Regions from separate parts of the Hordeum vulgare genome. Here region 1 is linked to region 2. Evidence: chromatin contacts called from public Hi-C data. All regions are on one chromosome and are shown on one strand. Each heading gives the region's core, a stretch centred on a gene start, on an enhancer-like site or on the middle of the called end of the contact. The rest is flanking DNA. Distances are from core to core; before and after follow the strand shown. Region 1 has its middle 250 kb from the start of LOC123406999. Region 2 holds the start of LOC123407001 (60S ribosomal protein L32-1).

What was found. A called contact is a pair of places that touch in the nucleus more often than the background predicts.
Region 1: a contact with region 2 is called in a Hi-C map of leaf, with 3 times the contacts expected there. The contact joins the enhancer-like site here to the promoter of LOC123407001 in region 2. A contact is called at or near these places in 2 of 6 Hi-C or Micro-C datasets (leaf and seedling) and 1 of 1 datasets of contacts at active chromatin or transcription factors (embryo).

Annotation. Positions count from the first base shown.
Region 1 is chr7H:194,876,659-194,882,327 of MorexV3_pseudomolecules_assembly, forward strand. No RefSeq gene overlaps it. Among protein-coding and RNA genes, the nearest start is that of LOC123406999, 250 kb to the left of the region's middle. Within about 2 kb of position 3,678, at least 3 of the 3 cell types and tissues checked have open chromatin away from gene starts, as enhancers often do. A contact at or near this core is called in leaf and seedling, where this site is marked.
Region 2 is chr7H:194,625,596-194,631,233 of MorexV3_pseudomolecules_assembly, forward strand. It overlaps LOC123407001 (60S ribosomal protein L32-1), which reads right to left and starts at 3,325. Exons shown (of 4, transcript XM_045100027.1): 1 at 3,239-3,325; 2 at 3,054-3,150; 3 at 1,424-1,605; 4 at 1,032-1,335. The coding sequence starts at 3,143. The coding sequence ends at 1,206. LOC123406999 (pentatricopeptide repeat-containing protein At5g18390, mitochondrial) reads left to right here and starts at 3,388. Exons shown (of 3, transcript XM_045100026.1): 1 at 3,388-4,933; 2 at 5,101-5,152. The coding sequence starts at 3,485. The coding sequence ends at 4,864.

The DNA.
Region 1 (5,669 bases), core at 2,428-4,927, 250 kb after region 2:
CAAAGCGGAGAAATGCATCATCATAGGATACCCAAATGAGACAGTTGGGTATACCTTCTATCTACGATCCGAAGGCAAAGTGTTTGTCGCTAAAAATGTAACTTTTCTTGAGAAAGAGATTCTCTTGAAAGAATTGAGTGGGAGGAAGATAGAACTTGATGAGGTTATTGTAGTGACCCGACCTGAGACGGTCAAGTCTCTGGTCTTTCTGTACCATCCCAAGATCATGCTGGTACACACACAGTACATCAATGTATACATCGAGAGTTCAATCACACTGCTTTATTAATCGAAATCTCATATCGAGTCCTTTATTTCAATAAAGATTACAATAAAGTGGTTGAAGGCCAACTCATGTGATAAAACTAATCGAAAACTAGCAGAAGCTTCAAAGGTAGTTGAGTCCATCTGACTCAAAGGGCATATCACCGAGCGTAGATCGTGTCCTTACTCCTGGTCGGAAAAGTACTCTGCAACATGACACGTTGCCGCCGTGTAGGTCATCATGTTGAATATGACGGCAAGTCACAAAAAAGAGGGGTGAAAATATCATCTACACTATATGCATATATGGCAGGTGGGGCTGTAAATTTTAGCGGAAAGCAAATTTTTCCTACAACAGGAGAGGGGGCAAAAGCGAAAATAATTACTACATATTGGTTGTTTAATGAGAAGGTTCCACCAAACATTTCTCATACCCAAATAATAATTCCCACATCATTAAATTTATTTGTGTCAAGAATTCCTCATAGTTTCGGTTCCTTTGGCTCAAGTTGTCCGTAATCGTGGACATGACTAATCGATTAGGTTTGGTACTCTACAGAGTTTTGCACACGTTTCCCACAAGATTTGATCGCCTCCATTGAAGTCCTCGCACAGCAAGGTGTTTGAGAACCGGATGATCAAAACATGGTCTTCCAACGGGTTCCTCTGAGCGATTGTCGGTGCCCATCCATTCCTACCGTTCTTCTACATCTCGTAGCACAACCCATCCAGAGTCGCCACGATGTCCAACCAAGCCAGAGCCCATAATGGCTTGTGGCTATGCAGGTAAGCCTCGGGTCTTGAAGTATCCATCCATCTCTTCGTACCTGGGTGGAACTTTCCGCGTGAACACTCGCACTTCTTCAGCAACACCTAGGCTATCACTGGGTACTCCAGGGTGTCGTTCAACCAATTTCCACCCAGAGGTATATTGCAATCATGAGGTCTTGAAAATCTTGAAGTGTTGAGGTCTTGGTCATTCATTAAGTCTCACAACTCTCATGATAAACACTCAACCTACCCCGTCTACTAAAGCATAGCAAAGAAAACATCGTCTCCCGGACCAAAGTGACAAGGGTTTATGGGGTGCCTACCACATGATACTACTCAAGAACCAAGTTTCCAATTTACCTACTTTACATGCAATGGTGGAAAAAGTTGAACTAATGCAATAAAATCATAGCTAATACATGATCAATGTGAACTTGCCTTGCTGACGGTCTTCAAACTCGAGTGACTCTATATAGCAAGCCTCGCACTCCGGATGATCTAAGAGACAAACAGTTCACGCAATAAGCACAACATAAACATAACAACAAGTAAAAACTAATAATATTAAAACAACCAATAACACTAACGTAGACAAGAGAGAAAAACCAAATAAAGAATTCATCCAAAAGTCCATGGCAAAGCTTTTAGTAAAAACAAAGCAAACTATAAATAGTTTTCTGTAGCTAATAACATCTTAACAGAAAAAAATAAGACTAATGAAATTAACAGAAAGTATTTCACCTAAACTTTTCTACACAAAAAGAATCAAATAAAAAGGTTCTATAAAACAAAAGTTATGACCTATTTAAAATAAATCTTGAATCTGTCCAGATCGAAAATTTATAAATACAAAATATATTTTCATTAGACCTCTCGATAAACATAACATGTCGAAATCATTAGCAAAAAGAAACAATCAAAAACAAAATTCTAAATAAAAGTTATACCTAAATTAGTGTTTACTACAAATCTGTTTGAACTCGAAAATTAAAAGTTCAAAAATATATTTTTTTTGATGGTTCCACGTGATAGAGGGGATTTTTTTGAATCTGTAGCAACAAGAAAACGGAGTTATAAAACTAAAGATACAAAACAAAACTGAGATCTAATTTAAAAACGAGATTTTTCTGAAAACATTAAATTGCGGATATGCGACACGTGGCTATCATTGGTTTGCTGCAAGTGTTCGCTACAAGGCTAAAAGGTAAACAATCTCTACTTAACTAATATGAAAATAACTTACACACAACAAATATGAGGAGGCACAGAAGAAGATGACGATGGTGAGGCGGCTCCCGCAATCAACAGCGTCGGGGAAGTTGTCCAACACATGTGGAACATCGAGGGCGACCGATTTTTTGCTGAAGGTGAAGGTTGATGGTGAACGAAGCGAGCGGGGCGTCGAGGTGAACTCCGTGAACTAAGACGTCGTTACGAGCTCGAGGTGGTCGCTATAGACGAAGAGATGAGATTAAACCTTGTCAAAAAGAAGCTAGGGATTGAAAAAAGTCTAACTACACAAGATGGAGGCTCGAGATGGCTCACGGGCGTCGGAATATGGCGATGAACCGCAGCTTCTGCGGTGAGATCCAAATGACGAAAGCTTCGCGTACAAGGGTTTTTATAGGACATGATGCTTGGAGCAGGGGTTGACTTGAGATAGGATTTTCACAAAGTTTAAACCGAAGTCGGCGTCTTTACGCGTACGTGCGTGCAGTTGGACTCTGTTTTGTTTTCGTGGACAGGAAGAAGACCGAGCGGGTCCCACGCGCCAGGGAGAGAGAGTACGAGAAAGAGAGGAAATTGGGAGGAGAGAAACATAACGTGGGGTTCGTTGCCCTTTGTTTGAAAAACAAACAGCCGGCAGCGGCTGGGAGGAGCACTCGTGGCTCGCCTCGCTCATTGCCTCGCTAGGGCAACTCCCACCATGCGTGTGGGGTGGGCTGGGGCGCTGGCCCATGGTTAGCTTGGCCGTCCGGTGCGCTCGCCTGGCCAGCAGTTTTTTTAGGAATAAAACGGAAAAAAAAAACATACTCCGTGATCCGTGATCAACGGCGTCGGGGAAGTTGTCCAACAGATGCGGAACGTCGAGGGCAAACGATTTTTGCTGAATGTGAAGGTTGGTGGTGACCGAAGCGAACGGGGTATCGAGGTGAACTCCGTGAACTACGGCGACGTTACGAGCTCGAGGCGGTCGTTGTAGATGGAGATACGAGATTAGACCATGTCAAAAAGAAGCTAAGGATCGCAATAAGTCTAACTGCAAAGGATGGAGGCTCGGAATGGCTCACGGGCGTTGGAATCCGACGATGAACCGCAGCTTCTGTGGCAAGATCCAAACGCCGAAAGCTTCGTGTATATGGGGTTTTGGCGTGGGGGTTTTACGAGAATTAGTCGAGGAGAGTCACGGGTATTTATAGGACATGATGCTTGAGCAGGGGTTGACTAGAGATAGGATTTTCATGAAGTTTAAACCAAAGTCGGCGTCTGTACACGTACGTGCGTGGAGTTGGACTTTGTTTTGTTTTCGTGGACAGGAAGAAGACTAGGCGGGTCCCACGCAGAGAGAGAGAGTACGAGAGGGAGAGGAAATCGGGAGGAGAGACACATGACATGGGGTTCGTTGCCCTTTTTTTTGGAAAACAAACAGCCAACGGCGGCTGGGAGGAGCGCTCGTGGCTCACCTTGCTCCTTGCCTTGCTAGGGCAACTCACACCGTGCGTGTGGGGTCGGCTGGGGCACTGGCCCATGGCTGGCTGGGTCAGCCCAGTTTTTTTTTGAGAAATAAAACGAAAATAACATACTATACACAAAATAATATTTAGGGTATTGTATATCAAAACGATCGGAAAAATAAATCCTATAGCATGGACATTTATTAAACACAAAATAAAAACTTTATAAAACTTTTTCTTTAAAATTCCAAATAAAATCAAATTTGACTTTCAAATAAATTGGCACTATTTTTCTTCTCACTTTTGGGGTGTCATGTTACCTCCTCTCATACTTGTTGTACAAGGTATTTTGTGAGGGATTTGTGAATGAAATTCACGTGCCAAAAGAAATGAAATCAAATACCAGATGAAAATTCAGTTGCCACATTCATTTCAATCAAAATGCATAGATGCTTAGCTATAATTGTAAAATATTCCAAATTGAAATTTGGGATGTTATAGTTATAGAATCTATACTTCAACCAGAGAATGACGCAACGCAAAAAGATGTTTCTATGGAGCCTACATCTGTTGAAGAGGAGGCTGATGATTATGATCATGTAGCTTCAGATCAAGTTGTTATCGAACCTCGTAGGTCGACAAGGGCACGTAATACTCCTGAGTGGTACGGAAACCCTGTCTTGTCAGTCATGTTGTTAGAAACAATGAACCTACGAGCTATGGAGACGTGATGGTGGGCCCCGATTCCAACAAATGTTTAGATCCATGAAATCTGACATAGGATCCATGTATGAAAACAAAGTGTGGACTTTGGAAGTATTACCTGAAGGGCGAAAGGCCATTCAGAATAAATGAATCTTTAAGAAGAAGACACACGCAGACGATAATATCACCGTCTATAAAACTCGACTTGTGGCAAGGGGTTTTTCACAAGTTCAAGTAGTTGACTACGATGAGACTTTCTCACCCGTAGCGATGCTTAAATCCATCAGAATCATGTTAGCAATAGCTGCATTTTTTGATTATGAAATTTGGAAAATTGATGTCAAAGCAGCGCTCCTTAGAAGGTTTTGTCGATCCAGAGAATGCTAAGAAAGTATGCAAACTCCAGCGATCCATTTATGGACTCGTGCAAGCATCTCGAAGTTGTAATCAACGCTTAGATGAGGTGATCATGGCGTTTGGGTTTATATAAGTTTGTGGAGAAGCTTGTATTTACAAGAAAGTGAGTGGGGGCTCTATAGCATTTCTAATATTATATTTGGATGACATATTGCTGATTGGAAATCATATAGCCATTTTGGGAAGCGTAAAGGATTATTTGAATAAGAGTTTTTCTATGAAGGACCTAGGAGAAGGTGCTTACATATTAGGCATCAAGATCTATGGAGATAGATCAAGACGCTTAATAGGACTTTCACAGAGCTCATACCTTGACAAAGTTTTGTAGTAGTTCATAATGGAGCAGTCCAAGAAGGAGTTCTTGCTTGTGCTACAAGGTGTGAAGTTGAGTAAGAGTCAATGCCCAGTAACTGCAGAAGATAGAGAAAAGCTGAGTGTCGCCCCTATGCTTCAGCCATAGGCTCTATCATGTATGCAATGTTGTGCACAAGACCTGATGTCAGCCTTGCCATAAGTATGGCGAGAAGGTTTCAGAGTGATCCAGGAATAGAACACTGGACAACGGTCAAGAATATTCTGAAGTACCTGAAAAGGACTAAGGAAATGTTTCTCGTTTATGGAGGTGATGAAGAGCTTGTCGTAAAGGGTTACGTCGATGCAATCTTTGACACTGACCTGGATGACTCTAAGTCTCAAACCGGATACGTATTTATTCTCAATGGGGGTGCGGTAAGCTGGTGCAGTTCCAAGCAAAGCGTGGTAGCTGATTCTACATGTGAAGCGGAGTACATAGCTGCCTCAGAGGCGGCCAAAGAGGGTGTGTGGATGAAGGAGTTC
Region 2 (5,638 bases), core at 2,075-4,574:
TACAGTGGCGAGACCAACAGTATGGATTCCACATCAGCTGGTTATGCGAAAATTCATCACATACTTCGTGAGAGATGTACAGATTATTACCAAAACAAAGCAAACACTGAGCAGACATACAGTGGCGAAACCAACAGTATGGATTCCACATCAGCTGGTTATGCGAAGATCAATTCTGACGCGGTTGTTTTGAGGTGTGAGGGCTATGCTGCAGTTGCAGCTGTATGTCGGGATCAAACATGAGTTTTTCTGGGCGCTTCATCTATTATCTTCAGAAACATCATTGACCCGGTCACTCTTGAAGCACTGACTGTGAAAGAGGCCTTGGCATGAGCAAAGAATACATGTTGCATCCCACTGCAAAACTGTTGTGGAGGGCAAACTTCGTCGGTGTATGGGGCCATAGTGCATGAAATAATACATAGATCCCCCAATGGTCGTGAAATAATACATAGATCCCCCAATGGTCGGTCACCCCTGGTTGTCAATGCCATGCATGGGAGGCCGTTCAAGTCGAGAAGAAATGGTGCAAATGCACCAGGAAAGATGGCTAGGCACGTACGTGTTGTAGCTAAAAATGTCCGCGAGCATGCATGCACGTCGTTTCCGTGAATGGTTGTTACCTTGCTATAAGCCGCTAGCGTAGCTGTCACATGCATGTTTGGAATGGGATGAAGCCCGAAGAAGAGATGCAGTTAGCTCAGAACGAAAGGCCAGGTCAACAATTTCCCAGCCACCTTTGTTTTCCAGGAATTTTCAGGGGTACGCTCTAAAACAACCTTTGAGATAAATCATCATTGAGACTTTCATGTTCAAGCAGGTAGAGACCATACTTCCTACTTGACGTTGTCTGATGTAGTATCACAACCACAACAGTGTGACAAGATCTCAACCTAAGTGCTTCAAAACAGATGATTAAATTTGATCACCGGAATATGAAGCACAACCGAAACCCACTTTAACACACAATTTTTCAGCAATTGGCAATGATATCTACAGTCAGCACTGGTAGTGTTAAAAACGCTCTTATATTACGGGACGGATGGAGTAGATTATAAAGGCAATAGTAGATCTTTGACACATTACAGTCGGCACTAGTAGCAAAAAGGTAGGAACAGCAGATATCCCTGGCAGACACAAAACGAACGACGGCAGAATAATTCCCTACATACGAACCAGACCAAAACATAGCACCAACAGACAGTTTACTCATCCTCTTGGCTGCGGAGCCTGGCAAGCTTGTTGGTAACCACGATGTCGAGCTGTGCGGCACGCTCAACGATGTCCTTGCGCTTCTTGGTGGAGACGTTGTGCGCAATCTCCGCACAGTAGGTCCTGATTGCAAGGAACAAGGCATATTACAATTAGCATACCATAATAGTGGAAGACAGTACTGTAAACGGCATGATGAACACGCATTTACCTGTTGTGCATCATAAGCAGCTCCAGCTCAGAGACATTGTGGACAACAAACTTCTTGAACTTGTTGGGAAGGTAATGCCTGGTCTTCTTGTCAGAACCGTAGCCAATGTTGGGCATCAAGGTGCATCCCTTGAACTTTCTCCTGACACGGGAATCAATACCCTTTGGCCTGCGCCAGCTTTGCTACAATCAAAAACCAAAATATTGTTCAGTTTAAGCACAATATAACATAATGAACAAGAGGACAAGTCTAAAAGAGGTGGAAATACAAGATTCAACACATGAATTACCAAACAAGCTAGCATCACCTGCTCCTTGTGGATTTTATAATGGACAATAATAATTTTATGACATTCAGAAACAATGTTAAAACTACAAGCAGCTACTATCTTACTCCCTCCGTACCTAAATATAAGTCTTTTAAGATATTTCATTAGGTGTCTACATACAGAGCAAAATGAATGAATCTATACTCCAAAATATGTCTATATACATCCGTATGTAGTTCATTAGTTGAACCTCTAAAAAGACGTATATTTAGGAACGGAGGGAGTACACGTTAAGCTTCCTGGTCATACTTGTACCCGCGAACAACACACAAATAAATATAATTGAGCAAAGAAACAAACCACTTGCTGTTTTGGTGTGTGAGGGTATACTTGCAACAAAAAAATTTACAGAACATAACATTGAGGAATAACACACTAAGAAAATGCTGCTCGGCCAAAGAATACATAACAGTGTAGAAGTAGTTAAGCTGAAAGGATCAGACAGAATGTACTAATCATGCAGAAAACCATAACTTCTTGAGCAAACATTAGGAAACAAGTGTTTGGAGAAGTCTAAGCAAAGCATTCATACTCAGAATGAAGCCCACGCCTTTTTTTAATTCATCCAACTTCATGAAGACATGAATAAATTGCTGTAGAAGAGGTTGCGACAGCCACAGTACAATACTAATGCAAGGGCTAGGGCCCTCTTCATTCAACCAATATTTGCTCAAGAAGATGTTTTCTTACTCAGACCTTTTACTAAGCCATCACTTCCTTTCTTTACAAAGTCATCAATAAGCAAATAAGGTAAGACAAAAACACAAATGCCAACCTAAAAGGTCTGTTATAATCTTTCAACACAGTGCTCTTTGATGTACACGTGCAACAAACAATTTCAATTTAAACATGCATCATTCAGTTATACTCCCTCTGTACCACAATACTTGTAGTTGGGGGTACTTGCAGTAGTGTTCCCCAACAAGTATTTAGGTACAGAGGGAGTACTACTTTGTGATTGTTCACATCCTAAATGGTTACCACCTTCAGAACACTCAGTAAATTTCTATAGCAACATTCGCTAATATCTTATAACACTCTCGTGCTGAATCAACGACTCCAACACTAGCATTCCACAATAACATAGCCTAAGCCCAAGTGATAAATTTGGCATACAGCGACTAAGAATCACAAGTGAATAACAGACCACCAGATTATACAACGAAGATACTACAGGAGGCCATGAACCGCGGTGAAGTTTGAAAGTTGAAAATACGGCATGCGTAACAATCAGGATCTAGAACCTGGCCATATCGACTTCCAATATCCACTGCATACAAGTATTGCGGAAGAGGTTGATACCTTGAGGCCAATGTAGCGGTCGCTATGGGCCCTCTTGAAGTGCTTGACCCTCTTCTTCACGATCTTCTTCGTCAGAATCGGCACCGCCATCTCTGATCTGCCGGGAAAAAACCAACAGAAGGATTTCGAATCAGACGGCGAGGATAAAATCACCCGGGCAAACCAGCTGGGAGCTCGCTTGCTACCTTCGGGAGGGAGCGACCCTAACCCTAACACGAAGAGAGGAGGAAGAAGAGCGGCGGCGGGGCAGGGTTTGCAAGGCGAGGCAGTGTTTATACCCTCCACAAACCCTAGTTACATGGGCTCGAATGGGCCAGTGCAGTCTAAGCCAGAAAAACAGAAAGTTAGCCCATTACTACTTGCTCTGTACAGAATGGGCCGCCCAGCTCCACCGTTAGCTCCCGTTCTCCGCGGGTGTGAGGAGGCGAGAAATGTCGTCCTCCGTTTCCGCCGCCGTTCTCCGCCGCCTCGGCGACCGGCTCGGCCTCCGCCGACTCGCCACGCTCCCCGACTACGCGGCCGGCGAAGAGGAGCTGCCGCACCACCCCACCTCCAAGGACGCCTACTTCGCGGCGGTAAACCACCTCTCCACCATCGTACGGCGCGACTTCTACCTGGAGCGCACCCTGAACCGCCTCCGCCTCCCGTCCCCATTCCCGCCGGACCTCGCGCTCCGCGTCATCCGCGCCGCTGCCCCCTCTGAGCCCCTCCACGCCGCCCGCTTCCTCGCGTGGATCCGGGCGAAGCCCAATTTCTCCCCCTCCGCCGATCACTTCGACGCGCTGCTCCTCCCGCTCGCCCGCGCGCGCCTCTTCACCCACCTGTGGACCCAGGCCTCCGACATGCGCGCGCTCGGCCTCCCCCTCTCTCCGGCAACCTTCTCAGCGGTCATCTCGTCCTACGGCCACTCCCGTCTCGCCGAGCAGGCCGTCGAGGTCTTCAATCGCCTTCCCCACTTCGGGTGCCCGCAGACCACCGAGGTCTACAACGCCCTTCTCGACGCGCTCTGCGCCAACGGCAACTTCGCCGGCGCCTACAAGCTGCTCCGCCGCATGGCGCGCAAGGGCGTGGCCCCCGACCGCGCCACCTTCAGCACGCTCGTCGACGCCTGGTGCGCATCGGGGAAGCTCCGGGAGGCGCAGGCGTTCCTGGACGACATGGCCACCCGCGGGTTCCGGCCGCCAGTGCGCGGCCGGGACCTCCTCGTCGACGGGCTCGTCCGAGCTGGGCGCCTGGAGGAAGCCAAGGCATTCGCCCTCCGCATCACCAAGGAGGGCGTCCTCCCCGACGTGGCCACATTCAACTCGCTCGCCCAGGCGCTTTGCGATGCTGGTGATGTGGAATTCGCGGTGGGTCTTCTTGCCGATGCTTCCAGTCGTGGCATGTGCCCAGATATCTCAACTTACAAAGTGATGCTACCGGCCGTGGCCAAGGCTGGTCGAATTGAGGAGGCATTCCGATTGTTCTATGCGGCTATTGAGGATGGCCACCGGCCCTTCCCAAGTCTATATGCGGCGATCGTCAAGGCGCTCTGCAAGGCAGGTCGTTTCGCTGATGCTTTCGCCTTCTTTGGTGATATGAAGTCCAAGGGGCACCCACCTAATCGGCCTGTGTATGTGATGCTTGTGAAAATGTGTGTGAGGGGTGGTCGGTTCTTGGATGCTGCAAACTACCTTCTTGAGATGAGTGAGGCTGGGTTCGCGCCACGGGCGCCAACCTTTAACGTTGTTGTTGATGGGCTGCGGCATCTTGGGAAACATGATCTAGCCCGGAGGATGGAGCAGCTTGAGATGTCACTAAAAGGAAACTGAATGGATCGGAAAGTAGATACAGTCTAGTGGGGCGCTGTGAATTGCATGGTAAAGGTTCTGAATTTTCAGGTAGGGTTCGTTATCTTCTAATTGTATTTCATGGCATAGGCCGCCAATGCTATGCTGTTTGACTGTGACTGATATGCTTGTCAGGTGATTGATTTTTTTTTTCGGTACGAAGAGTCAACGAATAAGACCATCAGATAGCCTCAACTAATGTGCTCAAAATTGTGCAGTGAAGGTTCACAAGAAGAGTAGTGGTGGAGTAGGCAGTAAGTTCAGAGGAATGTAAGTTTTGTGGTTGTAGATTAGATTATTCAAATATCCAAGGTCCAATGCTGTTTGATCAGGTGTTTTCACTGTTCAATTTAGCACCAACTCTGTGCTCCATGATAATTCAGTATAAAGATTGGAGCCATGCTACCTTGTACTCCCTCCGTCCCAAAATAACTGTCTTAACTTTGTACTGGCTCTAACACAAAGTTGTACTAAGCTTAAGACACTTATTTTGGAACGGAGGGAGTATGATTTAAAGTGTATTCTTGAGATGACACTAGAATGAATTGGAAAGTAGATGCTGTCTAGTGGGGTGCTGTGAATTGCATGGTAAAGGTTCTGAATTTTCTGGTAGGATCATGTCTTCTGATTGTATTCTGTAACATAAACCAATGGTATGCTGTTGGACTGTTGGATATGCTTGTCGAGTGATTTTGTGTGTGGGTGGGTGGGTGGGGGGGGGGGGTAGAAGGATCAGTGAATAAACTCATTGGATAT